2 separate regions of the Mus musculus genome follow, and region 1 is linked to region 2. The links are chromatin contacts, called in public HiChIP or PLAC-seq maps. All regions are on one chromosome and are shown on one strand. Each heading gives the region's core, a stretch centred on a gene start, on an enhancer-like site or on the middle of the called end of the contact. The rest is flanking DNA. Distances are from core to core; before and after follow the strand shown. Region 1 holds the start of Mfsd4a (major facilitator superfamily domain containing 4A). Region 2 has its middle 17 kb from the start of Slc45a3.

The links. HiChIP or PLAC-seq counts read pairs in DNA pulled down with a chosen protein or histone mark.
Region 1: an HNF4G HiChIP or PLAC-seq map of pancreatic cancer cells shows a contact between it and region 2. The contact joins the promoter of Mfsd4a here to the enhancer-like site in region 2. A contact is called at or near these places in 6 of 39 promoter capture datasets (the 3T3-L1 cell line, hematopoietic stem and progenitor cells, hippocampal neurons and 2 more), 2 of 484 Hi-C or Micro-C datasets (the HPC-7 cell line and embryonic fibroblasts), 2 of 115 datasets of contacts at active chromatin or transcription factors (large pre-B cells and pancreatic cancer cells) and 2 of 9 other capture datasets (adipose tissue and liver).

What each region holds. Positions count from the first base shown.
Region 1 is chr1:132,066,386-132,070,092 of GRCm38.p6, forward strand. It overlaps Mfsd4a (major facilitator superfamily domain containing 4A), which reads right to left and starts at 1,677. Exons shown (of 10, transcript NM_001114662.1): 1 at 1,278-1,677. The coding sequence starts at 1,507.
Region 2 is chr1:131,944,278-131,948,043 of GRCm38.p6, forward strand. No RefSeq gene overlaps it. Among named protein-coding and RNA genes, the nearest start is that of Slc45a3, 17 kb to the right of the region's middle. Within about 2 kb of position 1,579, at least 20 of the 459 cell types and tissues checked have an H3K27ac peak or open chromatin away from gene starts, as enhancers often do. A contact at or near this core is called in pancreatic cancer cells, where this site is marked.

The sequences.
Region 1 (3,707 bases), core at 427-2,926, 120 kb after region 2:
GGCCCCTCCTCTGACATTCAGAGATACCCCCTCCTCCTTTTCATGAATTTTCTAGCTGAACATATTTTCAGAATTCCTATATATCCGATTCTATCCCAGACCCACAAAGTGCTAATAGGCACAAGGAGACTTTCGTCTGAGAATTCTTGCATTTGCAAAAGGATGTAGGGGAAATGAAAATAGTCACTCTCCAATTGCTGAGGTGCAGCAGGCTCTGGATTGCTTAGACTGGGGTCCATTTTATACTGACACCTGTGTTGCATCGTCCCACAGCTGCACACCCTTTGGCCTAGAATGGCCTCTGCACAAGATCTTTTATTCTATCTATCTATCTATCTATCTATCTATCTATCTATCTATCTATCTAGTTTTGTAACAGACCTCCCAATTGTGGTTTTGCAGTCCAGATAATTGCTCCTTTAGGAAGTAGAACAAGGAAGACCACACAGCAGCCTCTGGTGTGCAAACCATTCATTCCTCAGCTCTAGGTCTCAGTTCTAGGTCTATTCCTGGCTGTACAGAGACTGAAGGCTGCTGACTTTCTAGAAATATCTTCAGAGGGGTTCCTACACCAGAAAAATGGGGCTCTGCACGGCACCCAAAAGGGTAATATTCTGAGTGCCAGGGATAGACCAGAGCTCTGTCCTGACAGAAGCCAGGGAGAAGTAACAAGGTGGAGGGATACATTAGGGGTATTCTGGGTACTAGAGATAGAGGATGGATGAGAGGCTCTACACTTCTCTACCTGGCCCAAGGGCTCAGCCTCCGCAGGCAAATGCTGCAGCCGAGTCCTGTCTCCCTTAGGAGATCCCAGGAGCCTCACCATCTTGGTAAAGGGATCAGCTGTATCAATTGATGTGGACCTATTATGAGTGGAATCACCAGTGGGTTCCTAGTCAAACCACAGGCCAGCCCTGTCACTGAGAACTGTCCCCTGAGCTGGCACCGCCAACTGTCTTCCCCTCAGTGCCAATTCCACCTCCGGCGCCGAGGCTACAAAATCTCAGAGGAACAGAGCAATAAGGGTCTTACGCATCTCTGTACATTCCATCACTCTTTGGCTGGTGGGCTCGGTGAGCGAGGGCGAAAGGGTTCTGAGCTCTCTCGGGACGAGTGAGACAAATACATAGCCCAGATGTCACCTTCAGTCCCGAGAGAGTTTTCCGGGAGAGCTTGTAGTGGGGGAGGGAGGCAGCCCCTGGGCTAAGATCCAGCCCAGCTGGGCAGGTGGTCACAGCTGCGGGGATGTGGAGGGGCGTGCGGGGCGCGACACTCACGTCCTCTTGAAGACACCCCCGAGGGCGCTGCCCAGCAGGAGGCAGAGCTGCTGCGAGAAGAAGACCCAGGAGATCTGGGGCAACGAGCTGTGCGTCTGGCAGCGCAGGTCCAGAAGCGTGGGCCCCAGGAAGGCGATGCACAGGCCGAAGCTGAAGAAGACGCTCCAGTAGGTGAGCGTGGGCTGTAGGTTGCGGCGGAGCAGCTCAGACACCCGGCCGTCGCAGCCCATGGCTCGGCCGGCAGCTCGCAGCGAGCCCAGGGCCGAGTGCCGCGGCCAACCGGAGGCCGGGCGGGGAGGAGAGGAGAGGAGGGGAGCGCCGCGCGGCTGCCCCGCCCTCGGCCAGCGCGGGGACGCCTGGAGGTCCGGGGCGTCGCGGACGCACGTGTCCCGCCGCCGGGACCGCCCCGCCTCGCTTCACGTTCCTGGGGGCCCCACGTTGGTTAATTCACCCGGGAGCGCGACCCGCCAGCTAGTGCTAAAGGCTCCTCGCGCCCTACACCGCGCAGCCTTTCAGCCTGGCGATCTGAATCCACATCACTTGGTCTTGGGGTGCTGCCGTTGGACTTCGAGGGTCTGCCAGCGCGGCTCTCTACCTCCCATGCCCTACTCTCTAAAAGCAGTCCTATCTGTACATGACTTTCTTGTGGCTTTCATTTGGAACCTCAAGGGGTCCGGTACACTGTCATTTGGAAAAACAAAAGCAAAAACACCAAACACTCCCAGAAACTTGGACATTCGTTTTACTGCTTTTAGGTGCTGGGATTGACCCCAAGGCCTATAACATGCTAGGCAAGTATCCCCAGTCCTAGAAATTTAGGTCTTCTCCATTCTATGCTTTGGGGTGCGGGGGTATCACCCTGCACCTGTTCCATCACAGGTGAGGAAGGCAGTAAGGCCAAGCTCTGTTTAGGGTTCTATTTCTCCTTCCCAATGCAGTGAGGGAGGGCAGGAACCCCAGGACTCGCAGAGGAATTCTGAGATGATCCTCCAGGCAGAGTTCTCTTCCCACTTGAAAATGCCTTGACAGGGTGGAGGGGTTGTTTACACTCCAAGACCCTGATACCGACCCGACACCCCCACAGCCCTGGACAGTGGTGTATGGTCCTGCTCCTGAGGGAGTTAGGATCCGGTGCCCACACCAGAACCTAGGAGCACAGCAGTTAAGGACCTTCAGTGTCTCCTTTGCCAAGTGTCTTAATAGTGCTGGAGGTTGTGACATCGTGCCCACAGAAGTGTTTGGCTGGGTGACCCCATGATACCTTGGCGTGAAGTGGAGATAATCAATTTCCTGAGCAGGGACACTACCTCAGAGTGCTACCCCATACCTGTCCTGGACTGTGCATCAGAGGAAGGCTCCAGTTTAAGAGTCCCTCTGGCTCATTTACTCCATGGGTGATGGCATAGACTAATTTAATGGCAGTAAAGGTGGGATTTATAGTACATGAAATAAGGTACAAAGTTATCACCTGAAAAAAATATAATCATTAGCCACTGCTGTGAAGTTCTAGAGGAACAGCAGCTCAGAGATGGGAAGGGTGACCTGGGGCTCAGACCCTTATCTCCTCCCAATTATCCCTGTGGTAGGTAGCTTGATAGCTTTCTTCTGTTGATGGAGACTTGCTTGCCGTTTACTTTTCATTTCTTAAAACATCGTTTTTAGATTTGTCTATTTTATGTATGCTTCACCTGTCCGTATTTATGTCTGTGCACCATGGGCATGCCTGGAGCCTATGGAGGTCAGAAGATGGGGTTAGATTGCCTGAAACTGGAATTACAAATATTCGTGAGCCACCATGTGGGTGCTGGGAATCGAATGTGTGTCCTCTGCAAGAGCAGCCAGTGCTTTTAACTGCTGAGCCATCTCCGCAGCTCCTGCTTGGCCCACTCCCATTGTGCATCAGCTGTGGGGAGGATGAGTCTTGCACTAAACTGAAATGTTCCTCCTTGTAACTGTTCCCCAGAGCTTCCCACTCGGCACCTGTTAGCTCCTCCCTCCGCCACATGATCTGCATGCAGGGACTTCACAATGCCATCTGGACACAGGGATTTTATGTCTCCAGGTAGAGTACCTGGAACCTTTGTGATTTTTCTAGATGATGCATACCAGCAACATCGCCCTACTGTCTGGCTTCTCGGCCACAATGGCGATGAGCCTGGTAACAGTGATGCAGCCCCAGTCTGGCCTGGGAATCGTTTCTAGTTTGATCTGAATAGTTGACTTTCAGAGACTGACACTTCCAATATATTGCTTTTTTTTTTGGCAAGCTGAGCAATTTGTGCTAAATAAAAGCCAAAAGCTTTAAAATGTTTAAAATAAAGACCCAGTAATCTGTATTTTGCCCTCTTCTCCCTACCTCTCCACCCCTTCCCTTTCTCTTCCTTTTTTCTTTCCATTTTGTTTGTTTGTTTGTCTGTTTTCCCATTTGGT
Region 2 (3,766 bases), core at 329-2,828:
GGCTGAGGCAGAAGCTGCAGGTTTGAGGGCAGTGTGTGTTGCATAGTGATTTCTAGGTTAGCCTGGGCTACAGAATGAGACTTTAAGGACAGCCATGTTACGTTGTTCCATGAAGCAGTATGTATGGTGTGAGCCACTCCTGGTTATGATCACCTGAAGGTGTTTGTCTAATAGTAGGTAGAATTCTTGGTGAGTTTGTCCTTAGCAAGGAAAAAACAAAAAACAAGAAAAAAACCAAAACACCAATACAGTGCTGGCAAGATATCTCAGTGGATAAAGCTGCTTGCTGTTGAGACTGACCACCTAGCTAAATTCCACTTGAAATTCATATGGTAAGAGGAGAGAACTGACTCCAGAAAGCTGGGCCCTCCATGTGGACCAGTCTGTGTGCACATGCACACAAATAAATAAATCTTAAAAGAGGGGGCTGAGAAGATTGTTACATAGGTATGAACTTTTGCTCTGCAAACACAAGGACCTAAGTTCGAGTGCCTAGCCCCTACATAACAAACAACCCCAGCATTGGTTCTCAGAGACAGATGAATCCAGCAAGCTTGATTGCTGATGGCCATCCTCATCACAAGAGTGAACTCCTGGTTCACTGCCACCCCATCTCAATGGAAGTAAAGCTGAGAGCAATAGAAAAGACCTGATGCCACCTGGTGCACTGCCTTTAATTATTCCAGTCCTCAGGAGGCAGAGGCAGGCAGATCTCTGAGTTCAAGGCCAGCCTGGTCTACAGAGCAAGTTCTAAGACAGCCAGGGCTACACAGCACACAGCTTGTTTTTACAAAAAAAAAAAAAAAAAAAAAAATCCACCCTATATCTTACTCTGGGTTCCATATGTGTGTGCATAGGCATACCCACCTGTACATCTGTGTGCAGGCACCACATACCCACTAACTCACCAAGAATCCCATCTACTATTAGGTTCCCTACAGAGTCAGGCCTTATTTGAATTATTTTTCCCACTCTAGAAAGACAACTGGACAAATACCTTCAGGTGATCATATTCAAGAGCGGTGTATAGCACACATACAGTTTCATCTAACAAGGTAACATGACCGTCCTTAGGAAGAAACTGAAATCTAGAAATGGTTAAACAGTGTGCTCCCCACCTACATCACGGATAGCCTGATACCCCAACACTGGGCAAATATTGATTGACTAAAGTCAATTGGGATCGATTGCAATTTGGTTCCCATCACATGTGTCCCAGAACAGCTTCTGGCAGAAGCACCAGGCAGCCAGAAGCTAAATGAAAGGAACATGGCCGTAGTAGCATCTAGAGAAAAGCTCAAGGGCCTGGGTTTGTTTCTCCACTAACCAGCCAGGGCCTCAGTAAGATCCTTAGTCTTCCTGAGTTCCAGGGTTTTTTACTGCAGTGAGCTGGCTGCTTCTCATCAGTGCTGTGATGAGACCTTGTGAACGTTTGCAGAAGGGTTTCCCCTGGAGCCTGAGAGGGTAATAACATGGAGCAGAAGCAAGGCACAGGAGCCGAGCCACAGTGCCACAGGAGCCGAGCCACAGTGCCGTCTGCTCTTGTTGCACAGGGAAGTTATCTTTCTGACTGTTTTCTCTAAGGGTGGAAGGATGGCGTCATTAGGTGAATAAGCAAAAGGGAGTGCCAGCTGGGACTCACACAGCCTTCCGCTCAGTGTTCCCTCCCCCACTACCTACACACACCCACCCACCCCCACCCCCACCCCCATGGGCCCCTGCATGCCTTGCCTTAGGTACTGTCTGTCTGTTTGTTCTGATCCTGAGAACCACCTGGTAAACACGGTGCTTCTGTATGTCTTTATGCATGTGGAGTGATCCAGAGAAGGGCTTTGGTTGGAATGTCCTAGAATCTAGTAAGGGTACAAGCCAGGCCTACTTCCCAGGATCCTCTTGACTGGTCAGATCTTCCGGTTTAGGGACCATGAGTGGTAAGCAGGTGGGAGTGGCAGAAAACTAGTATCCCCTAGTCTGATAAGGAACACATTGTCATGAGCTCCTACCTGGTCCTCACTCTCTGATGCTGAAGTGGAGGGGGAAGGGTGAGCAGATGCCTCCGGTGAGAAGCCTCTCTCTTCCTTCTCTTTTGCTGGATCCTGGCTGAGTCTGCCTGAGTCTCGTGGAGTGGGCTACACTTGAGATATCCCTCCAGTACAATTTTAGGTACCTCTGGCTCCCTGTAGAGTTTGCAGAATACCAAACTCTTAATCCTCCTGCCTCAGCCTCCCAAATGCTAGAAATCTAGCTTGCCTCATTCCTCCTTTTGGAATAGAAGAGGAAAGAGGAATTCAGAACTGAAACCTCAGAGGAACTGGTTTATCTAGATCAGGGCCTCCCAACCTTGACTCTGCCGGAGGCCAATTCTTTGTGCTGAAGGATGTTTTAGCAGCACATGTGACCTTCACTCAGTAGGTGCTAACAACACCCTCCCTCATGGTATAATCAAAAACTGTCTCCAGATGCACAAACAGACAAAACTGCCTTGAGTTGAGAACTATCAACCTAACTGGTTCCTGATTGGATGCTTTTGTCCCAGAGGCCCCTTCTGAGGGTCAAGAGTAGAGCAGGCTGATGTGAAGAATCTCAGCGTTTGACCTCCACGTTCCAAACACAACTCAGAGGAGCCCAAAGGAAGCCCTTTGCTTTCCGTATTGACCATTGCAGCTCACCCAGCTCACCAGGCCATTCATCTACTAAGACTGGCCCATATTTGCATCCAGACAACTCTCAGTTCCCTGTCCTCGCCCTTTGTTAAAACAAAAGGCATGTCAATGAAACAAAACAGATTTATGTCATCAACGTGGTTTTTTTTTTTTTTTTTGGGGGGGGGGGGTGGCGAGACAGGGTTTCTCTGTATAGCCCTGGCTATCCCGGAACTCACTTTGTAGACGAGGCTGGCCTCGAACTCAGAAATCTGCCTGCCTCTGCCTCCCGAGTGCTGGGATTAAAGGCATGTGCCACCACGCCTGGCCTCATCAAAGTTTTATGTGATGTGCGAACCTTCAGATGGAAGACCCAAAGACCCAGGAGAAACTCTCCACCTTTATGTGGGGTTGATGAAGAAGGAACAGGCATACGGAAAAATGGCCTGACAGAATGATGACCGAGGAGGACCTGGCACGGCTGTTTGGGTTCTCATTGGCCTCTCTGTGACGTGTGGGGTGGGACTCTGCTGGAGTGTGTGTGTTAGGGGAGGCGGGTGTCTTTGACCTTGATAAAAATTCCTTTATGACTAACCCTTATACAGAAAGAGGGACTTAGAGTTCAGAGGGCTAGCTTCTCGGGGAAAGGACCTCAGCATCTGTAACCCACCTTGAGGGAGGGTAGAGAATCTGGTGTGTGAAGCTTGTCTCAGCAGAAAGGATATGAGACAGAAGACCAGAGAATCCCCCAAATGAGGCCTCAGGGGCCTTCCTCTTGAGACACTGTTTTCTGAACCCTAAAAAGAGGCAAACTCTGGGACGCTGGATCCTTTCCGCCTCAGACTTCTCCTAGTTCCCAGGGCAAATTACACGCTTCTGTAATGAAAGGAAATAGTTCCAGGGCTGAGCTGGGGAACCCAAGTCCCTGATGCCCCCTCCTCAGGAGTATGCTGGGAAGGGAAAGAAGAGAAGCTGTTTCTCTTGCCTGTACTTTTCTCTATCCTTGCTAGGGAGCCCAGTCCAGCCTGGGACAGGGACTGCTTCCTTCAGCCAGCAGAAGCTTCCAAACCTGCCCCAGGGCAGAGCTAGACATGGCAATTCCAGAGAAGCTGAATAGAGGGTGA